Regions from separate parts of the Ovis aries genome. Here region 2 is linked to region 1. The links are chromatin contacts, called in public Hi-C maps. All regions are on one chromosome and are shown on one strand. Each heading gives the region's core, a stretch centred on a gene start, on an enhancer-like site or on the middle of the called end of the contact. The rest is flanking DNA. Distances are from core to core; before and after follow the strand shown. Region 1 overlaps LOC132658675 (a long non-coding RNA gene). Region 2 has its middle 3.3 kb from the start of TRNAR-CCU.

The links. Hi-C and Micro-C count contacts between places; a contact is called where the count stands out from the background.
Region 2: a Hi-C map of liver shows a contact between it and region 1, with 9 times the contacts expected there. The contact joins two enhancer-like sites. A contact is called at or near these places in 4 of 16 Hi-C or Micro-C datasets (liver, muscle, skin fibroblasts and 1 more).

What each region holds. Positions count from the first base shown.
Region 1 is chr25:6,968,220-6,972,859 of ARS-UI_Ramb_v3.0, reverse strand. LOC132658675 (a long non-coding RNA gene) reads left to right here. Exons shown (of 2, transcript XR_009598602.1): 2 at 1-1,017. Among named protein-coding and RNA genes, the nearest start is that of IRF2BP2, 180 kb to the right of the region's middle. Within about 2 kb of position 2,324, at least 39 of the 54 cell types and tissues checked have an H3K27ac peak or open chromatin away from gene starts, as enhancers often do. A contact at or near this core is called in liver, where this site is marked.
Region 2 is chr25:7,217,433-7,221,976 of ARS-UI_Ramb_v3.0, reverse strand. No RefSeq gene overlaps it. Among named protein-coding and RNA genes, the nearest start is that of TRNAR-CCU, 3.3 kb to the right of the region's middle. Within about 2 kb of position 2,821, at least 32 of the 54 cell types and tissues checked have an H3K27ac peak or open chromatin away from gene starts, as enhancers often do. A contact at or near this core is called in liver, where this site is marked.

The DNA.
Region 1 (4,640 bases), core at 1,075-3,574:
AACTTTCCCTGGCCTGTGTCCCTCCAGGAACTGGATGAAAGGAGTGGTTCCAAAGGTATCTATACTGTCCACCATGTCTTTCCAAGTTTCTGGGAGGGAAGTGGGTAGTCTCCCCAATGAGGTCCCCACAGCATTGCTCCAGTGCTGCCCAGAACCTTTTGACCATCCACACTTATCACACACTCTTCATCTTGGCTGTCATCTTCTTGGTCCATCAACTCATGCCTCACCTACTCTGAGCCCTGCAACCCAGCTCTCTTCTCCACCCTGTCTCTTCCAGGTGATGACCATTCGACTACAGCTACACAGAAGAATTAGGCTTTAAAAAAACACATATGCTGGGGCCTTCCCTGGTGGTCCAGTGGGAAAGAATTACAGGGGATGTGGGTTCAGTCCCTGGACGGGGAACGAAGATCCCCCCTGCCAAGGAGCCCTCTGTGCCACAGAGAAAGTCAAGGTGCATCAAAGACCCAGCCAAAATCAAATCAATCAATCAATAAAAGTAAGTGCAGGGCATCAAGTAGAAACCTCATCCATGATACAAAGTTGTCTTTTTGTTTTTTTTTTAAATACACAGGCTTGTGTGCTGCACCCAGAAACTTTGTTGGGGTATCTGGGAGCAACCTATGCAAAGCAAGAGTTTTGCTCCTGTGTCCTCCTGTGTCCAGAGCCAGGCCTGCTGTGAAAGCACTCATGGGCACCAGGGCCTTGTGTCATAACCTGGCAACAAGCCGACACTACTTTTCTCCAGGGCAGCGAATGGGCAGCCTCTCCTCCAGGTGAGGCTGCCCAGGGGCCCAGCAGGATGATTTGAGTCGCGGATGAAGGCCCTGGCTAAGGGGGCCCTAAGGAGAGGCTTCCTAGGGTGAGCCTTCTGGTCACGCTTTCTCCAAGGGAAGGTGGGGTGTCTGGGCTCCTCTCCTCCCCAAAGAGGCCCAAAGAAGAAGTCATGCAGAGGACACACTCAGCTGTGGGAGGCTGGAGAAAAAGAGCCAATAAAATTGGCTTTATTTATAATGTTCCCGTGTTTGTTATTTTGTTATCCCTACTCTGTTCCCTCAGTGTAATGTAACAAGGAAAAGGATAAAAAAAATCCCCACTCTAAGTATGCATGAACTTTATGGCCTCACCGCTCCCTCTCCTCCTCTGTCCCCACCAGGCTCGCCTTGCCTGTGAATTCCTCTCCCAAATTGCGTATTTTCCATACTAACTTTTACGGCATCTTCCTCGATTAATGGTTAACAGTATTCCTTTTCTCCCCTCCGCCCCCATTATCAAAGAGTGCTTGGAATGACTATTAACTCTCTGGTTAACAGAAAGAAACATGTTAATCATCTACAAGCCCTTGGACAGGAAAATTATTCTTTGTAACCTTCTCCCAACGGCTGGAGAGCCCCTTGTCCGCCAGCAGCTGACCTTCAACCACACCTGGGTCTGGAAGCTTGCAAAACCCCGACAGTAATCGGTAATCGTGTTACAAGGGCTTCTGAGTAAAAGCCAAGGTCAAACCGCCCCCACCCCCACCCCCTTAGCGGGAATGACGCTGGGCCTCTGGTGTCCAGGGAGGGCGCCTTTCCATCCAACTACTCTCCTTCCACGACCCCGTAAACAGACCACGCTGCACCTCTTTAAAAAAAAATTGTTTTGCAAGTGAGGGCTAATCATTCTTTGTTGTACATTCTTTGTTGCTGGGAGACTCGGGGTGGCTGTACAGGCTGTTCTTTCTTGCAGCCATAGTTCAAAAGTGCTCCTTTTGACCCAAACACACACGTGTTGTAATCCTGCCCTCCCTTGTGTGGGGCTGGGAGGCAACCAGGAAGCGTGGATTCCCAAGCCAGACCCAGATGCTGGGAGGGTGACCTCTTTCTGAAGTTAGAGGGGCGGTGCCTTTGCAGGGAGGGGTAGGCAGGAGCAGCAGAGGATAATGCTCAGGGAAGTGGCGGGGGGAGGGGGGGCCGACCCCCACCCCGTACTCAACAACGGGAGCGTGGAGTATGCCATCTTGGAGAAAGTATCCCTTCATTCATTCACAAAGCCGATCTTCTGCGGAGAGGGGAAGCCTGGGGAAAGGAAAGCTGGCCTCCACCTCTGCTGAGTTTGGCTTGCTTTTCTCCCCTGCGGCCCGCTCTTCTTAAATAAGACCTGGGAGCAGGCGAGAGGTTGTTCTGCCGAGAGAGAAAGGACGCAGGCATCGCCAGACTTATTAGGAAAGACGCTGTCGGGGTCTTGGCAGGCGCGGCGCTGCGGACCACGTGGTCCTCTGCGCGCCTGGATACTGTCAGCGCTGAGCTCCGGCCCCCGCCGGCCAGGTCTCCTCCCCATCGGCCTGGAGGCTGCCCCCAGCGCCTGCCCCGCTCGGATCCAAACATTTCCACATTAGGCAGCCTCGGCGCTGGGCTCCCCGCCTCCGGCAGTGACCTCAGGTGACCTCCACGCCGGGCTCCGCGCCAAGCCCCTCATCACAGGTGCACTGGCAGTTTTCTGGGTCACCCTTGTGATCGGGTGTCCAAGCACTTGGCAAAATTTAGCGAGTGTTCCTCGGTGCTCTGCATCATCTTGACACTGTTTGCACAGACACCCTTGGGGACGCGTGAGAGGAGCTGGTGCCTCTCATTCAATCTCTGGTTATAGCAGAGCCAGGCATGCTGGCCCCTCCAAAGGCTTGGATGACCTGATCTCCCTCTGTGTCCCCAGCCCGCTCCCTCTAAGCTGATCTGACTTCTCTCTTGGACTTAAGAATCCAAGCAGAAGTTATGGATCCTACTACACACACCCATAGCTAGATTTGCGCAGCCGTATATGGCATCCACCGGGGTCTGTGGCTCTGGAGCCTTGGAAATGGGGCTGCTCCAAACTGAGATGTGCTATGATGGCAAGTTTCACACGGGATTTCGCAGACTTATGTGACAAGAGAACGTGAAGTACGCACGTGTTGAAATGATCACGTTTTGGAAAAAGTGGGTTAAATAAAATATGTTATTAAAATTAATTTTATGTTCCTTTTAATGTGGCTACTAAAAATAAATGCTGCATGTAAGACTCATGTTGTATTGGTCTTGGGCGGCACTGGTCCTGACCATCCCACTCTGGAAGCTTCCTTCTGTGCTTCACCAACAGCCTGCATTTCCCTGACAGCCAGGGACTACTCCCTTCCTGTGTCCCTCCTTCCTGCCTTCCTCCCCGCAGAACTCCTAGCCATAGCCCTGGATCCAGGCCTAGAGTCTTCTACCCAGGCAGCCTCTCGGGCAGACATTGGCTTCGAGGCCATTCCTGCCCCTGCGTTCTCAGTCTGCCTGGCTGTCACTAGGCCCTGCTCGCCTCCAGGGCAGCTTGTGTGCCCAGGGTCCCTGGCAGACAACACGCGAATACATGTGGGTGTTCAATCATAGGTTGGTGAATAGCCCTAAGCAATGGGGCAGTTGATATCTACAATTTTGATTATGAATTTGCATTTTTTCCTGTTGAGATCTGTTTATTATGAGGGCTTTAGATGTCTTGAGGACATTTATTTCATATTAGTTTATAAATACTACAGCTTCCTGATAAGTAAAACTTTTTCTCATAAAGAATCTGGCTATATTTATTTTTCCATTGTGAGGGGCAAAAACTAATTAGCCTAACATATGATGCTTTGATCGCAGTTCTCAGCACTAGAAGGAAAGGGCCAACCAAGGCTGCTTGGTACGCTTCAAAAGACGTTTTTAGAAATTCTTATCTTATTAGGAATGCGAGCATTTTAAATCAAGTAAGAGTCAAGCATCACAGTTTCATTTATTCTATGGAAAATGTTTCAGGAAAGTCACAATGTTTTGAGGGGGGAACATCATCTTCAGAGACTATCTGTCTAATATGGTGCCTGGGAACTCGAAATGTGGCTGGTCTATGTTCACGTGCTGTGTGTGTGCACCAAGTCATGTCCAGTTCTTTGCGACCCCGTGGACTGTAGCCCACCACACTCCTCTGTCCATGGAATTTTCCAGGCAAGAGTGGGTGGTCATTTCCTACTCCAGGTGGAAATTCATATATGCCATATATGCCATAAATATATGTTATTCATATATGCCATCAATACTACAGATCTCTGGGTTTCGAAGCCTTAGTGTGGGAAAAAAAATCTCATGAATAATTTTTATATTTTATAGATGATATATTTTATATTTAATGGTGAAATAATATTCTTGGTCCATTAAGTTGTCAAAGGGAATCTTACCTGTTTCTCTTTTTAAACGTGGTGATTGGAAATTAAAAATGACACCCCTGGCTCCCATTTTATTTTTCTGGGACAGTGCAGCTGGAAGGGGATGAGGTTTTGTTTACTTTGAGACATTTATTGGCATGTGTGAGCATCCCAGCCAGGTTTATCACAGCTTAGAAGACTGGGAACTTTGAGTCTTCTAGTCATTCCCCAAAACAGGCATCCAGTGTTGTGTTTGAATCTTGGTTCCTCCAGCCAGATGTTGCCTGGATAGTCCCCACCGGCCCTCTGGGAAACTCCCCGGTTCTGTAGAGTCTTGCCAGGGAATAATTACAGGTGTGCAAAGACCCTCCTGCTTTATGCACTTAGTCATAATAATTTACCTTTACCAGGCACCTGAGGTGCGATGGGAGATTAGTGGAGCAGGGAGAAGCCTCGGCAAGCA
Region 2 (4,544 bases), core at 1,572-4,071, 250 kb before region 1:
CAGGGAGATGAGGTGTATTGCACTGGGCGGGGTGATCTCGCTTTTTCTTAGAGACAGGAAGAAGCTTTTAGAGGATCCTGTCTAGAGCTTTTAAAGCTTTTAATAGGGGATGTTTACTGAAGGGGAACATGGCAGCTTTTAACAGGTGACATTGTTTACTGAAGGGGGACATGGCGGGAGGAGGTTGGGGGAACCCCACGGGGAGTGGAAAGCTGCTCGGGGCTCCTCCCTCCTCCCCTAATCCCAGACACCCATTCCCTGCTGGCCACCTCAGCTCTGATGGGAGACTGACTTGGACCCAGTCTGACCCACTTTCAAATTCTGGGGAGGAAGAACCAGATTGGGTCGCCTGGGACAGCTGTCCATCTCTTGGGTAGTCAGTCGTCATCTGGGAATGCAGTGACGACGTACAGACGTGGTGTTAGGGCGTCTGCTGGCGTGGTGGGGGGTCATGACAACTGTGGTCCAGGCAAGCACCTCAGAAGTGCCCACGAAGAGACCTCTGGTGCTCCTTCTCTGGTGGTGGCTGGGACTCTGTGCTCCCAACATAGAGAGTCCGGGTTTGATCCTAGGTTGCAGAACTAAATTCCCCATCCCACAATTAAGAACTGGTGCAGCCAAATGAAAAGTAAAGTAAAATAAAATGAAAAATTAAAAAAAATTGGCTATGGCACTGTGGAACCCTTTGTTCATATAAGATCTTTTATTTTCAATTGTAGAAGACGTTTTCACAATCGATAGCCAGACAAAACATAAAAAATCATTACAAGTGCAAGCCATAATGGAAACATGATTAAACTAACAATATAAAATAATTACATACTATTTGGGGGCCAAGCAGAGTGATGTGGTAAGTGGAAGGGCATCCATGCGCGTGTTTTCGTCTGCCCAGTCATTCTGTCTTTTGTGCATTTAATCCATTTACATTTAAGGTAATTATCGATATGTAGGATCCTATTACCATTTCCTTAACTGTTTTGGGTTTATTTTGTGTATTTCTTTTTTCCCCCTTCTCTTGTGTTTCCTGCTTAGAGAAGTTCCTTTAGCATTTGTTGTGAATCTGATTTCAGTTCAGTTCAGTTCAGTTCAGTCGCTCAGTCATGTCTGACTCTTTGTGACCCCATGGACTGTCGCCTATCAGGCTCCTCCTTCCATGGGATTTTCCAGGCCAGAGTGCTGGAGTGGATTCCCATTTCCTTCTCCAGGGGATCTTCTCGACCCAGGAATCGAACCCGGGTCCCCTGCATTGCAGGCAGACACTTTTACCGTCTGAGCCACCAGGGAAGCCCAAAGCTGATTTAGTGGTGCTGAATTCTCCTAACTTTTGCTTGTCTGTAAGATCTTGCCTAGCAGCCAACTATGGAAAAAAATGGACAAAGGCCGAGTTGTTCTGGTAAAGGAGGTGGTAACCAAAGTCCCGCCAAACTGATATCCCTCTGCTAGTGCTGAGGAGTGAGTTTTGAAAACTGTGGATCTCACTGTATCTCCTGGTTTTATGGAACAGGTTCAGACGGTAAAGAATCTGCCTGCAATGTAGGAGAGCTGGGTTCGATCCCTGAGTGGGGAAGATCCCCTGGAAGAGGGCATCGTAACCCACTCCAGTATTCATGCCTGGAGAAGCCCATGGACAGAGGAGCCTGGCGGGTTAGTCTATGGGGTCACAAGAGCCGGATAAAACTGAGCACAGAAGCTAGCACATGAGGTCACTGCCTCAGAGGTTCACAGCAGCTCAGCGTCAGGGTGTGAAGAGCATCAAGAGCCTGGACTCCTGGGGGAACGTTCTTATGGAGGTCCACTTGCTCCTTGATTCCAGGTACCAAACACACAACAGCTGGCAAAGTCTCCTATTTTAGTAAAATGCCTCTCTTTGGAAAGAAAGCTATTTGTGGAGTTCTAAGCCAAATTGATTTTGATTTACAGGGTTGAAAAAAGAAAAAAAAGAAAGCAACTACAGTCAAATGAAATGCCAGGAGATTTGTGTCCTGAGCTGGAAGTTTAGCCTGATTAGGTTTCCGTAGGTGTGCTCACCTTGCCTCGTCTCGCTCAGCATCCTTCTGCCCTCGCTCTCCCTTGAACATAGACGAGGGTCTGAGGGCCCAGAAAGGCTTGCTCTGGTCACTGACCACTTTTCCGGTTGCAAATACGCTTTGGTGTCTCTCATGGGATAACGCCTCCAGGCAACGCCTGTGTGTGGGTAGGCAGAAGCTAAACGAAGCAGGAACCTGGTAAGCTTGGTCGCCTCTATCCATTTGGGTTATTTTATTTTTCAAAAAGAAGCTCATCTTATTTGTCCTTCGGGAAACACAATTTATATCTTATCTATTTATTTATTTATTTGTCTGCATCGCAGCATACTGGATCTCTGATCTTCCTTGTGGCATGGGGAATCTGTAGCTGCAGTACGTGGGATCTCATTCCCTGACCAGGGATCGAAGCCGGGACCCCTGCGTCGAGACTGCAGAGTCTTAGCCACTGGACCACCAGGGAAGTCCCTCCACTGGGGTTTTTAAGGGTGCACTTGGGGAGCTCTCTTGGCCGTGTCCTTGCAAACCATTCTAGGGAAGAGTTTGGCTATGCGGCTGGAGGCTGGCCCCCGGCCATCAGCTGGGTGCCCTTTGAAAGTCCGGCCGCTCCTCTCTCCACAGGGCCGTGGGGGCTGTCCAGAGGCTCTGCCCTGCACCTCTGCCCTGCGCCTGCTCGCTCAGCCACTGGATGGCACTGTTAGAACTGGAGAAAAGAGGCTTCCTCCCCTGAAACCGTTTTCCCTCATTCCAATCCTCTCCAAACTGTCATTTCCACCCACCTCCTTCCAAACAGAACAGAACAAAATCATTTCGTAGCCTGTTCCTGTTGCTCTGCCCCCAACCCAGTCTGCCCTGTCCGTCCCTGGGTGCCTGCAAAGAGGAGTAGCCCAGCTGCCTCCTTTTCTGCCCTCAGGGTCCCCTCTGTCCATCCTATTTTTGCATCTTTATCATTCTGTGTGTGGTGGGGGTGGGGGCCCCTCTAGAGTTTCAGGCAATCTAGGGAAGCAGCAAGGGCCGTGAAAGACTTATAAGGACCTGGGGGCCTAAAAGAGAAAGCAGAAGTGCCTGCAATCCTTCTGGTCGCATGACTTGTGTTCTAGAAGGAAAAAGAAACTAGGGCTGCATGCACAGAGGCAGCGTGGAGCAGGGTCACTGGGAGAAGGGGCTGGAAGGGGGAAAGGGGCGGGGAAGAATGTGCCGAGTGCAGGAAACGGGCTCTCGGCAGTGGAATCTTGGCGTCAACTTGGCCACTCAAAAGCTTTCTGTTCCTGGCTTCTGAGCTGCCGCTGTGTCAGAACCCCCTCCGCTGGGTCAAGGGTGGGTAGAGGCCTGAGCAGCCCTCGCCCTCATGCACTGGTTTTGACCCTTGCTTCCCAGTTCTGGCTGCTACTTCCTCTTCCTGTGAGATGTGAGTGGGGAGCAGACTGAGAGGACCAAGAGCTGGAGGAGAGAAAACATAGCTGTCCCCCACGTTTGCACACCTATCTCAGGTCCCCCAGACTGCCCGTCGCTGCTGCCTCAGCTCGCTTCCCTCTCAGGGGAGGCGAAAACAACATTTCTTGGGAGGAATTCGCTCTGAGAAAAGCATTTTCCCCTAACAATGACCAGGAAATCCTGTCTTGACTGATATTCTCAAGGTGTGCTGGCCTCTTGGCAGAGTCATTTGAAGGCTTATTCAACCATGCAAACGCCCATGAGACACGGTTCCCAAACTCTGTGGAGGTGTGCTGGCCACACCCCTCCCCTTGGCCAACCCTGACCTTGAGCAGGGAGCCCGGCCAGCTCGCCCAGCCTGCCTGCAGGTGGGAGGTCTCTCTGCTGACTCAGGCCCAGACTGGGTCAGGTGCCTGCCTTCAGTCCCATGAGTAATACCCTGCCTGTCCTCTGCAAAGGGCCTTCCCAGGATTAATGAATTAGTCACCCCCCGGGAGAGCGAGGGAGCAGGTTATGGTCATCCTCATTAAGGCCTTGCCTCATAAGGCCTGCCTCAGGCCAGTGAGCGTCTGGATGTGGGTGCAGGCAGACAGTGGCTCAGGGTGTCCCAGGGAGAGGCCCCTCCAGGGCGCAAGGGAGGCTGGAGCTTCTCACTGGGCAGCTGGGGGCTTCACCCACTGAGGGCCGAGGGGAGGGGACTGGAGAGTCTCAGGTCCACGTGAGAAGATGCAGACAGTTTGACACAGGCTCAGCCACGCAGTTCCACAGTCTGCTCTGCACAATTCAGAAACTGACGCCGATGGGCCTCCCACCATTCTGCCCCTCCAAGCAGGTCGTCCAGATATTTATGAAATGCGCCTCGGAACCCTTTCCTTTCTGTGTCTGCGTGGGGATTTCAAATGACTAAAAGTGATAAAGCACAGGTCATTATAGGACCCTGCAAAGCAAAAGCATGTTGTGAATGCCTAGGAGAGCAGGGGCCCCACGTCCCTCTGGGTCACGGGGCCCCCAAAGAGGTTTGTCTTCTTTCGGGAGCAGGACACAGGTGAGAGAGCTTTAGGAGGTAAGAATGTGTCCTGATGGCAG